Regions from separate parts of the Capra hircus genome. Here region 1 is linked to region 2. A link is a contact called in public Hi-C data. All regions are on one chromosome and are shown on one strand. Each heading gives the region's core, a stretch centred on a gene start, on an enhancer-like site or on the middle of the called end of the contact. The rest is flanking DNA. Distances are from core to core; before and after follow the strand shown. Region 1 overlaps ENDOU (poly(U)-specific endoribonuclease). Region 2 holds the start of SLC48A1 (heme transporter HRG1).

Region 1 (5,588 bases), core at 529-3,028, 61 kb before region 2:
CAGCAGCCCACCAGGCTCCTCTGTCCCTGGGATTCTCCGAGCAAGAACACTAGAGTGGGTTGCCATTTCCTTCTCCAATGCATGAAAGTAAAAAATAAAAGTGAAGTCGCTCAGTCGTGTCCAACTCTTAGCGACCCCATGGACTGCAGCCCACCAGGCTCCTCTGTCCCCGGGATTCTCCAGGCAAGAGTACTGGAGTGGGGTGCCATTGCCTTCTCCTGGCACTGTTTTAACTGCTTTCAATTCTCACATTGATTCTTCATGTCAGAGTGGTATCAGGCTTGGACTCCAAAATCACTGCTGACAGTGACTGCAGCCATGAAATTAAAAGACGCTTACTCCTTGAAAGAAAAGTTATGAGAAATCTAGACAACACATTAAAAAGCAGAGACATCACTTTGCCAACAAAGGTCCGTATAGTCAAAGCTGTGGCTTTTCCAGTAGTCATGTACGGATATGAGAGTTGGACCATAAAGAAGGCTGAGCACCAGAGAATCGATGCCTTTGAATTGTGGTGCTCGAGAAGACTTTTGAGAGTCCCTTGGACTACAAGGAGATCAAACCAGTCAATCCTAAAGGAAGTCAATCCTAAAGGAAGTCAACCCTGAATATCCATTGGAAGGACTGATGCTGAAGCCCCATTAATTTGGCCACTTGATATGAAGAGCTGGCTCACTGGAAAAGATCCTGATGCTGGGAAAGGTTGAAGGCAGGAGGAGAAGGAGGCAGCAGAGGATGAGATGGTTGGATGGCATCACTGTCTCAGTGGGCATGAGCTGAGCAAACTCCAGGAGATGGTGAAGGATAGGGAAGCCTGGTGTACTGCAGTTCATAGGATCACATAGTCAGACAGGACTTAGCAACTGAACAACAACAACAACAATTCCTGGTGGAGGAAATGGGGGTGGAGAGTGGTGACATAAAGAGAAGAATCAAATATAACTCCTGGGCTTTGGGCACAGGCAGCTGGATGAATTATGGAACTATTAATGAGATGGGGAAGGCTGAGAAAGGAGCGGGCCTGTCTGGAGGAAGAGGCAGGAACTGTGAGTTCTCTTTACACTAAGCTCTGAGTAGATGCCAGTTAGGCAGGTGGAGATGTCAGAAAGGCCAGCGAGACCCAAAGGAAAGGTCAGGGCTGGGGATCTGAATTAGGGAGCCATCAAATACCAAAGGTTTACTGCCTAGAATTGTGAGAGGGGGCATAGAAGATGTACCAGACATATTCCCTCCTTTCAAGGACTTAAAACATAGTTGGAAAACAAGACTAAAGATACATGACATACCATATAGCTGATTCACTTTGCTATACAGTAGAAACTAACACTACATTAGAAAGCAACTATACTCCAATAAAAATTAGTTTAAAAAAAATAAAAATATACGATGTAACAGAGAAGAGCTTCACAGTCTGAATGATGACTGCTTTTCACTGAGTACTTTCCATGCATCAGTTTCCCAAGACCCCACTGCACAGACAAGGCTCAGACAGGGTCCAAGGGTCAAAGGGCCAAAGGGCCCGGGGTCACTTGCTTCATTAACAAGTGAAAGCAAGTCTCTCTGCTCCAAAGGTATTTTAAGACAGAGTCCAAACCCTTGCCGCAAGCTGCGGCGAGTGCAGCTTCGTAACGAGGTAGAATGTGAGCTGGAACTTGAAGAAGTGGGATTTGGATAGGGAGAGAAGGGAAGACTGGGTGAGCAGTGGAAGAGCCTGCAGTAGGGCCGTCTCCACCTCCAAAATCCTCTCGCGTGTTTACCACAAAGAGGACACCAGGGGGCAGTGCAGGATCACGCCCTCTTCGTAGGGTTTGCTTGTGTGTCGCTGGCTTTACCTAAACAAAGTTACTAACTTAACCAGGCCACCCAAGGATGGAATGCGGTGTCTGAGCAGAGGCCATCCTCCGCCCCGCCAGCAAGGGCGACCTGGCTGGAGCCGCCCCCAGGCCAGGCCCGGCTGCCTGGAGTTCAGGGAAGGAATTCAGAGGACACTAACAAACACACCCTGTGCCAAGAAGCCCTGAGGCCCAAGCCATTTTTGGTCTGATTCGAATGTATCTCTATTGGAACCGTTCCAGCTAGAACCCTTCCCGGTAAAACTTCCTACTCTGAACCTTTGTTGATTTTCCGTTGCTACTTCCCCAGCAAAAAAAAAAAGAAAAAGTGAAGTGGGCTGGCCTCCTTCCTGGACTTATTGCCTGAGAAGGGAGCAGGGACAGGGAGTCTTCCTGCCTGGAAAATGAATGGTGCTGAGCCTGGGGTCCACTGAGGGGGCGGGGTGGGGGGGTGGCTCACAGCCTGCAGTGAACCCTGAGACTGACATACTCACGGAGGATAAACGAGGTGGCTGAAAGAAAGTGAAAGTATTAGCCGCTCAGTGGTGTCCACTCTTTGCGGCCCCATGGACTGTAGCCCACCAGGTTCCTCTGTCCGTGGGATTTTCCAGGCAAGAATACTGGAGTGGCTTCCCATTCCCTTCTCCAGGGGTTCTTCCCGACCTAGGCATAGAATCGTTTCCTGCATTGCAGGCAGATTCTTTACCGTCTGAGCCACCAGGGAAGCCCCCTGGTGCTGAGATTAGGTTAAAAGACAGGATGACTCCCAAGCCAGGCAGAGGATTCTTCAACTCCTGCTGGAGTCCATGGGCTCCTTTCTCTGGCCCCTCCCCTGTCCCCTCCCAGGTATACACTGGCCTCCACCTAAATCCTCACCTGCTCTCCTAACCTGCCCACCATGGAGCCCCGTCCGGCAGGCACACCCCGAGTCCTCAGCATGACCTCCCTCGCGGGCCTAGGGGGAGGCTTCGCCGCCTCACTCACTCTGCTGGTGGAGGAAGCCGTAGAGTTCCTTCATGACAGCCGTCTTCATGATCTCTCGGAGGAAGGTGTCCTGCTCAGCCAGCTCCTGGGCTGTGAAGTGCTCCCCGCGGCCCGTGGCCCGCTGGTAGTTGTTGAGGAGGTTGATGAAGGCGGCGTAGGTCGGCTTAGAGAAGAGCTTCTCATTGACATATGTGAAGAGCCTTGGGGAGGTAGAGTGAGGCCCAGTGAGAGGCCTGGACATGGAGCAGAAACACTCCAGAATGTCCAGATGCAGGGCAGGCATGTGAGGACTGGGTCCAGAGGCAGAGTGGGGCCCTCAGATACTCTTGGGGACAATGCATGAGGTCACTCTTTTCTCCACTTCGTCTCTTGGAAGGTCAGTTCTATTCTCAGCCAATCCATCTATCCTAAGTTGCTTCTATCATGTCTGACTCTTTGCAACCCCATGGACTGTAGCCTGCCAGGCTCCTCTGTCCATGGGATTCTCCAAGCAGGAATACTGGAGTGGGTTGCCACTTCCTTCTCCAGGGGATCTTCCCGACTCAGGGACAGAACCCACACCTCTTAAGTCTCCTGCATTGGCAGACAGGCTCTTTAGCACTAGTGCCACCTGGGAAAGCTCAGAAACCCTTCCACATGGATGCCCACAGGCCCTCAGGCCGGCTTTATATGTCTCCAGAGAACCAGTTTCCCCTCTGCCTTCGATCCCCTGCCTTAGGAGAAAAGAGCTGAGGCACCAAAGGAGGCAAAACTCGGGGAGAGGCTTTGCTGGAAGAGGCGTTCAGGGAACTCACGGCTCTGGGCAGCGGTCTACTTGGTCTCTGGTCTCTGAGGGTAAGATGCAGTTTTGGCTGTTGAGAACGATGTCTTCCTTCCGCGCTTTGTTGGTGTCTGCCCTGTAGATCTTCTCAGAGACACTCTGCAGTTCTTCCTTGCTTATGGCATCGCTGCTGTGGGAGAAGCCCTCTGAGAGGAATTGGGGGAGGGGTATCTCAGAGCTCGATGGAGGCCAGGAGGCAGGTAGCTATCTGCGAACATTCCCAGCTCAGGTACCTTCCAGGAGCCAGCATCAGGGGAGGGGGCTGCAGTCGGGCACCCTAGTGACTGCAGGGCAGTGGCCTAGAGCCTGTTAGTCCCGCAGTCGCGTCCAACTCTTTGTGACCCCATGGACTGTAGCTCACTAGGCTCCTCTGTCCGTGGAACTCTCCAGGCAAGAGTACTGGAGTGGGTAGCCATTTCTTCTCCAAGGGACCTTCCCAACCCAGGGATCGAACCCAGGGCTCCTGCATTGCAGGAAGATTCTTAACCGTCTGAGCCACCCAGGGAAGCCCTAAGAGTCTAAAGGATCCTTACACTTAGCACAAAATACCCACATGGTCCCCTGCCACTAGGAAGGTTTTTGCACTTTGGCAAGCATCAGGATCATTTGGAGGGTTTGTGAAAACATATCAGTGGGCCCGACCCCAGAGTTTCTGATTCTGTGGATCTGGACTGAGCCCTAGAGCTTCCACGCCTAATAAATTCCCAGATTATGCTCATGCTACTGGTCCAGGGGCCACGCTTGGAGAACCATTGCTCTAGAGAGTCCCCCTGCCTCCAGGGCTACGCTGAAGGGAGCGGGAGACTGACCATGGCCACACAGGCTCTCAAAATCCTCGCAGCAGTTTCCAAACTCTGGGCAGCGGGCATTACAGTGGCATGGGTGGTGCTTGTCGAAGGCCTCCAGGCAGCGGCCCTGGCAGGAGTTGGGTGCCAAGTACAAGCCTGAGAAGACAGAGAGGAGGTGTGTCCTGACCAGACCGCTAGGGGTCGCTCTGTCGTGTCAGCGGCCAGGCCATGCCCCCTCCCCCAGCCCATTGCCAGCCCCTCAATCCCCACCCCCCTACCAGCCTCGCTCTCCTGCTTCCTATTAAAGAACTCCAGGGAAGGAAAACAAACAAGCTTAATTGGTGCACACCCTTCACAGTCAGGAAGTCCTTTCTGATGCTGAACTCTCCTTTCTGGCCTGTTGTTTTTATAATCTTCCCTCTCTAAAAATAAAATCTCTTAACCCTCCCTCTCCCTCTTGCAGGCTTCAGACTCTTTCCTGCCTACCCCCTCAGCTCACTGAGGCCCCCAGGGCTTCCTCCTGCCCAGGCCTCAAGAGTCCAGTGAGCCCCTCACCACCTCCAGGTGCTAGATTTGGGGTCCTGGCTGGCTTAGGCCCGGGCCTATTGCTCACCTTTGACATGGCTCACCTCTCCTTGCCCCATCCCGTGTCCCTTGTCCTTTCCCAAAGGCCCCCCAGAGGTAGACTCACTGCTAGCTGGGGCGCCCTCCGTCTCCTCTTCCAGCTCCAGGAATGGCTCTGGTTCTATGGGATTCTCTTCAGCTGTAGGTCAGAGAAGTAAAGTCACCAGTCATCCCCAAGGGGCCCCTCCTCCTTATCCCTGGTTCTCAGTCCTCCCAACCAAGCATGTGCAGTGGAAAGAAACACAAAACCGGGGCTCGGGTACAGTAAACAAGTACCAGGTGAAGGAGGAGAAAAATAGAAAATGTGAGACGGAGGGGGATTGAAAACCATTCTGAAACATGAAAGAACACCCCCAGGCATGACCTTCCTCACCATTTGCCCTATGACCTTCCTCACCATTTACCCTGTGACCCTCCTCACCATTTACCCTCTGGTACTCAGTGTTGTTGTTCGGTCACAAAGTCATCTCCGATTCTTTTGCAACCCCGTGGACTGTGGCCCACCAGGCTCCTCTGTCCATAGAATTCTCCAGGTGGGCT
Region 2 (5,212 bases), core at 1,042-3,541:
GCATAGGGAGACGAAGGATTTGAATGGCCTCTCTGCTTTCTGCTCTTTTCAAAGGAAGTTCATCCTCACACTATTACCCTGGCCACATTTCTTAAACACAGAACTGTTACTTCCCTCCCCTGGCTCCACAGAGTGGGGGAAACCTTCTAAGAAGAGCAAGCAAGGCCATTTTCGTTCAGAATAATTCCAACCTCAAAACCCTTTACATCACCCACAGACCACAAACTACTTACAGGTTCCCAAACCTGCCACGTTATTTCTTCCTTCTGGGCTGTCCCCCAGGCTGCTCCCACCGCATGGAGTGCTTCCCCGCAGGCCAGCTCTGATGTCATCCATGGCAGTGCACTCTGGACCACAGGGCCTGCTCCCTCCTCGGAACAGCCAGCAGTGACTCCCTCCATCAGCAGCTCCCAAAGGAGGGCTGGACACCGAGCTCACCAAATTGAAATCACTTCTCATTAAAAATATATATACTTCCAAGATTCAAACTTAATAAGGCAGGGGTGGATTCTGGGGTCTTTTTTTTTTTTAAAGAAGCTCCCCAGGCTATTCAGAAGTGAAGCAAATATTTCCTTTGTAGCTCAGAGGATAAGAATCTGCCTGTCAATGCAGGGGACTCAGGTTAGATCCCTGGTCTCAGGAAGACCGCACATGCCTTGGAGCAACTAAGCTCCGGCCGCAACTACTGAGCTGGCACGCTAGAGCCTTCTTCTCTTGTGCTCCACAAGAGAAGCCACCACAATGAGAAGCCCCTGCACCCCAAGGAAAAGTAGCCCCCACTTGCTGCAGCTAGAGAAAGCCTGTGAAAAAGCAACAAAGATCCAGTGCAGCCAAAAAAAAAAAAAGTGAGGCAAATGTGGTTTACATCATTCACTTGGCAAGTAATCATGTCCTGACTAGAGTTCTTGTATATGATCTCCTTTATTGTTATTTAATTCTTACCTTCATTCACTCACATTCATCCATTCAACAAATGTTTACCAAGGGGATTTGAAATGTCGGAAACTCTTTTATGTGTTGGTGTGAATGAAAGAGGCACAGATGCTGTTCGTGGAGATGACATTCCAGAGAGATGTGATAGTTGAATAATGGGCCACCAAGATGTCAGTGTCCTGAGCCCCAGAATTTGTGAATTTATTACTTCACATGCCAAAGGGATTTTGCTGGTGCGATTAAGTTAAGGATCTTAATGGGGAAATTACTTTGGATTATCCAGGTTTTTAATCACAAGGGTCCTTATAAGGGAAAAGAAGGAAGCAGCAGAGGTAGTGAGAGAAAAGACGATGTAAGGACAGAAGCAGAGGTCGAGGTGGTGTGATTGTTGGCTTTGAAGATGGAGTTGGCTTTGAAGACACTCAGGAATCAAGGGCTGTGGGCAGCTCTAGAAGCTGAAAAATGCAAGAAAACAGCTTTTCCCCCTCATGCCTCCAAAAGGAAGGCTGCCCTGCCCTCCCCTAGACTTTAACCCTCTGAGTTCCATTTTTGGACACCTGACCTACGGAAATGTGAGATAATAGATGTGTGTTGTTTGAAGCCACTAGATCTGTGGTAATTTGCTACAGCAGGGGAAAGAAATAAATACAAGGTATATCGGATACTCACTTCTTGCCAGTATGGGATGAGCCTCCTCCACTATATCATAAATGTTTGAGGGCTCCGTGGGCTACATTCTGGTCTTCTCTGCGGGCCCCCAGCATGGCACTGGGCCCGCAGCCCTAGCTCAGTATACATCTGCTACAGATTCCAGTCTCTTCTTGGGTTTGTCTGACTCTGATGGAAGTGGCGTTCGGTAGATTTTGGGTGGGAGGGGTACGCTTGTGGAGATTAGAGAAAGGAGCTGTCCTTGACGGGAAGGAAGACCGGAAGGGTTCCGAGAGAAGCATCTGCTGAGACTGCTTAACGCCTGAGGAGGGAACCTGATGGATAGATAGGCTCGAAAGCAATCATATTCGCCGTGTAATTTCCTATATCTTAATTTTTTATAATTGATTTTTAACGAGAAATTTACATCTTACATTTTAAACGAGAACGTGATAAATTTTAAAGGCAAACACCGCAGCTGGTTTGTAGAGCTCAGTGTTTCCGGGCCCCGCCAAGGCCTAAATATCCCGATACGGTAGCTCAGACGACGGGCCCCGGAACCTGCCCTTTTAGGCGGCATCCCCAAGAGATCCGGGCCGCAGACTGCAGGCAAGCCCAGGACGCGCTCGCCGCGGTGGTTCCGGGCGCGGGCGGCCTCCGGCCGGGGAGGGCGCTGTGCCGGCGGCGCAGGGGGCGGGCCGGGGGCGGAGCGCGGGCGGCCGGCGGCTCCGGCTCGGCTCCCGGCTCCCCGCTCCGGCTCCGGGCCTTGCACCTGTGACCAGCGGCCGCGCTCGCCCTCCGCGCCCGGCGCCCGCAACCCGCAGCCCCATGGCCCCGTCCCGCCTGCAGCTCGGCCTTCGCGCCGCCTACTCGGGTCTCAGCTCCGTGGCCGGCTTCTCCATCTTCCTCGTCTGGACGGTGGTCTACAGACAGCCGGGCACCGCGGCCATGGGGGGGCTCGCAGGTACCCCGGGGCGCGCGGGGGGCGCTGGGGTCCGGCTCCCGCGGCTCGGGCGCCCGGCTGCGGGGAGGCGCCGGCGGCTGCTCCGGGAAGCTCCTCCCGGGCGGCGCTTCCCCGGGGAGTGGGTGGCGTGTTTACTCAAGACTGGCCGTGGGCAGAGCAGGCCCCGCGTGGGCCAGGGCTTCTGGGCATCCCTAGGGGGCCTCGGGGACCCAATGCCCGCCCCAAGCCCGGGGCCCCGACGTCCCGCCTCTGCCGTTTTCACCAGCCCCGCAGCCCCCAGGTTAGCCGTCCGCTCTCCACCCTGTGCCTCGGTGACAGCGCCCCTGTGCGCCCGCTGCCCTCGCCACCTCCTATGGGCGGCCAGGTGTGAAGACACCCAAACACACAGGCACTTGTTCTGGGGGATCCGCGCCCCTTCCCTGGAGGCTGGGTGAGCGCGGAGAGGGAGTCAGTGGAAAGGAGGGCTGGGTTTCTCGGGGAAGCCCGGCTGCCTCCTTCCAGGGTGGAGCCCAGCCCCGGCAGAGTCCTCGGCGGGGACTCAGGACTGCGCTAGGGGTCTGAGGGAAACTGACGTTTTCTTTCCACCACGTCGGTCTCTCTGTGCCACCCTTCTGCTGTGGCTCCTGGGCCAAGGTCCGTTAAACGCCGCCAGCCTCTCTTTCTGTGCCCCCAGTAGGGCAGAGGAGGCTAGCACTGGTGTTGAGAACGTCAGCGCGCTGGTGGAGCCCGTGCTTACCAACGCTCTGTGCTTGCTCTGCCTCTTTGGGCATGTTCTTAACCTGTCTATGTTGTAGAGTCGGTGAGAAGAAGAAACATTTTTTCTACTTGCTCACCTTTTTTTTTTTTTTTTTAGCGCTTTCTATATGTCGGGCACCCTGTTAAGCAAACTGCTTCCGCCATCTCATTTAATCCTTAATTAGGCATTATTCCTGTGTCCATTTTACAGGTCAGGCTTAAACTGAGGCTTAGTGTAAATAAATAGCTTACCCAGGGTTACACAGCTCCATAAAATAATATGTGTGGGAAAGCACTCTGGGAAAAAAGTACATGTGAGGATAATGCTTCTACATTAGGATGATCTTATTGGTAACTAAACTCTGCCAAAAGAGCCCTAAATGGACTAACTAAAAATAACTAGATTTGCTCATTGCCCTGAAGCTTACTGACTACTGTCTGGATAGAGGAGGAACGGAGGTGGGGTTTCTGCCTTGTAAGAGTGGCACAGGTTACCGTAGCCTAAGCAATGCCAAGCCGAGCACTGGGGGTCTCCAAGGAAGGGTGAGTGGGTGCCCAGCTGGGCTGCTCCTCATGCCCGCCTGGATTCCCCACCTGTGGGTTCCTGTCCTCCTGGGGGCCAGCTTGCCCATCTCTGCTCAGTTATCTAAGGACCCCTGGCCCCTTTCCGCTCTGCAGCCCGCTCTCCCCTGCCTGCCATGTTCCTCCTGGTTCTCTTGTCCTTGCAAAGTATTCCCATTTCCCTCGACCCTGCTGCTTTCCCCTCTGGATGGCAGGGTGACTCCTCAGGCGAGGCCCAGGGGTTGCCCTGATCCGACCTGACAGGAGGGGGCTGCTTGGGGGTGAGGAGGAAGGGCCACCCCTGGAATCCGAGCTGGGTGTGTGGAGTCTGACCTGATGGAGTGAGCCCCACCGAGCCGTGTGACCGCAGGCACATCGATGCCTCCTGGGCTCAGTTTCCTCTTCTGTTAGGAATGGGAGGAGATGCTGCCGACAGGCGTGTTGTGTGAGGCCCCCATTCAGGTCTAGAATGTAACAGCTGTCTGTCCTCTCCCTGAATCACCCATCTTGCAGCTTCCTGTTGGGTGGCAGCCCTGGGGAGTCCCAGGGTTTCCCTCTGACCCAGTCCTGCCTTCTCTCCCTCCCTGAAGACCTCCCTTAGCCTCCGAGACAGGCCAGCTATGGAGCTCCTGCGGGGAGAGGTGTGAGGGCAGCAACAGCTGGGGCAGGATCCTGGCACCTCCCTGACAGCCTCGGCAGAACCCAAGATGCCCAGTGATGGTGGTAGTGGCTGCCGTGGTTGTGGCCCTCGTGGTAGCAGCGTGGCAGGTGGGGGGAGGGGCAGTGAGGGCCACACGCCCGCTCCATGTGAATGGGTGCTGAGAGTGTTGCAGCCAGTCAGCCTCTTCCTCTTTTGGGGGTGAATCATCAGCAGATTTGTGCGCACCCCACTTCTGACTCGGCATTTTCAGAAACTGCCGAGTCACCAGAGGGCAGCCCTAGCGCACTCCTTCCCCTGTGTGCCAGGTGGGGCTGCTGGGGGGTGCTGGTTTCCTGGAGCCCCTGGGAAAATGTGCCTGGGTGGAGACCCACTCTCCCCGATCCTGTTAGAAGTGGCTTGGAGGAGAAGCTGGAGAAATGGTTTTGCTTGGGAACCCTTGGGAAGAAGACTGACTGACTCTAGGTCTAGTAGACCAAAACAGAGAGTAAGATTGGAAAGCTTGGCTGGGTGTCTAGCGGGCTCTGGGTTCTTCCCGTGAGCTGTGAGTGAGAGAAGCAGGGGTAGGGGAGGGGTGGGGGAACAGGTGGGCCCCAGCTTCAGTGGCTCACTCGTCTGCGTTTCCCTGTGGGCCCCCCTGGGCTCCTCCTGGCTCCTCACCTGTAACCCAGCTGCTGGGGGTTCTTTCACTGACCAGCTGTGTGCCTTTAATG

The links. A called contact is a pair of places that touch in the nucleus more often than the background predicts.
Region 1: a contact with region 2 is called in a Hi-C map of blood, with 3 times the contacts expected there. The contact joins the enhancer-like site here to the promoter of SLC48A1 in region 2. A contact is called at or near these places in 2 of 5 Hi-C or Micro-C datasets (both in blood).

The regions. Positions count from the first base shown.
Region 1 is chr5:32,139,536-32,145,123 of ARS1.2, reverse strand. ENDOU (poly(U)-specific endoribonuclease) reads right to left here. Exons shown (of 9, transcript XM_018047884.1): 2 at 5,116-5,187; 3 at 4,446-4,580; 4 at 3,611-3,782; 5 at 2,817-3,016. Among named protein-coding and RNA genes, the nearest start is that of ENDOU, 10 kb to the right of the region's middle. Within about 2 kb of position 1,778, at least 4 of the 5 cell types and tissues checked have an H3K27ac peak or open chromatin away from gene starts, as enhancers often do.
Region 2 is chr5:32,079,421-32,084,632 of ARS1.2, reverse strand. SLC48A1 (heme transporter HRG1) reads left to right here and starts at 2,291. Exons shown (of 3, transcript XM_018047881.1): 1 at 2,291-2,545. The coding sequence starts at 2,410.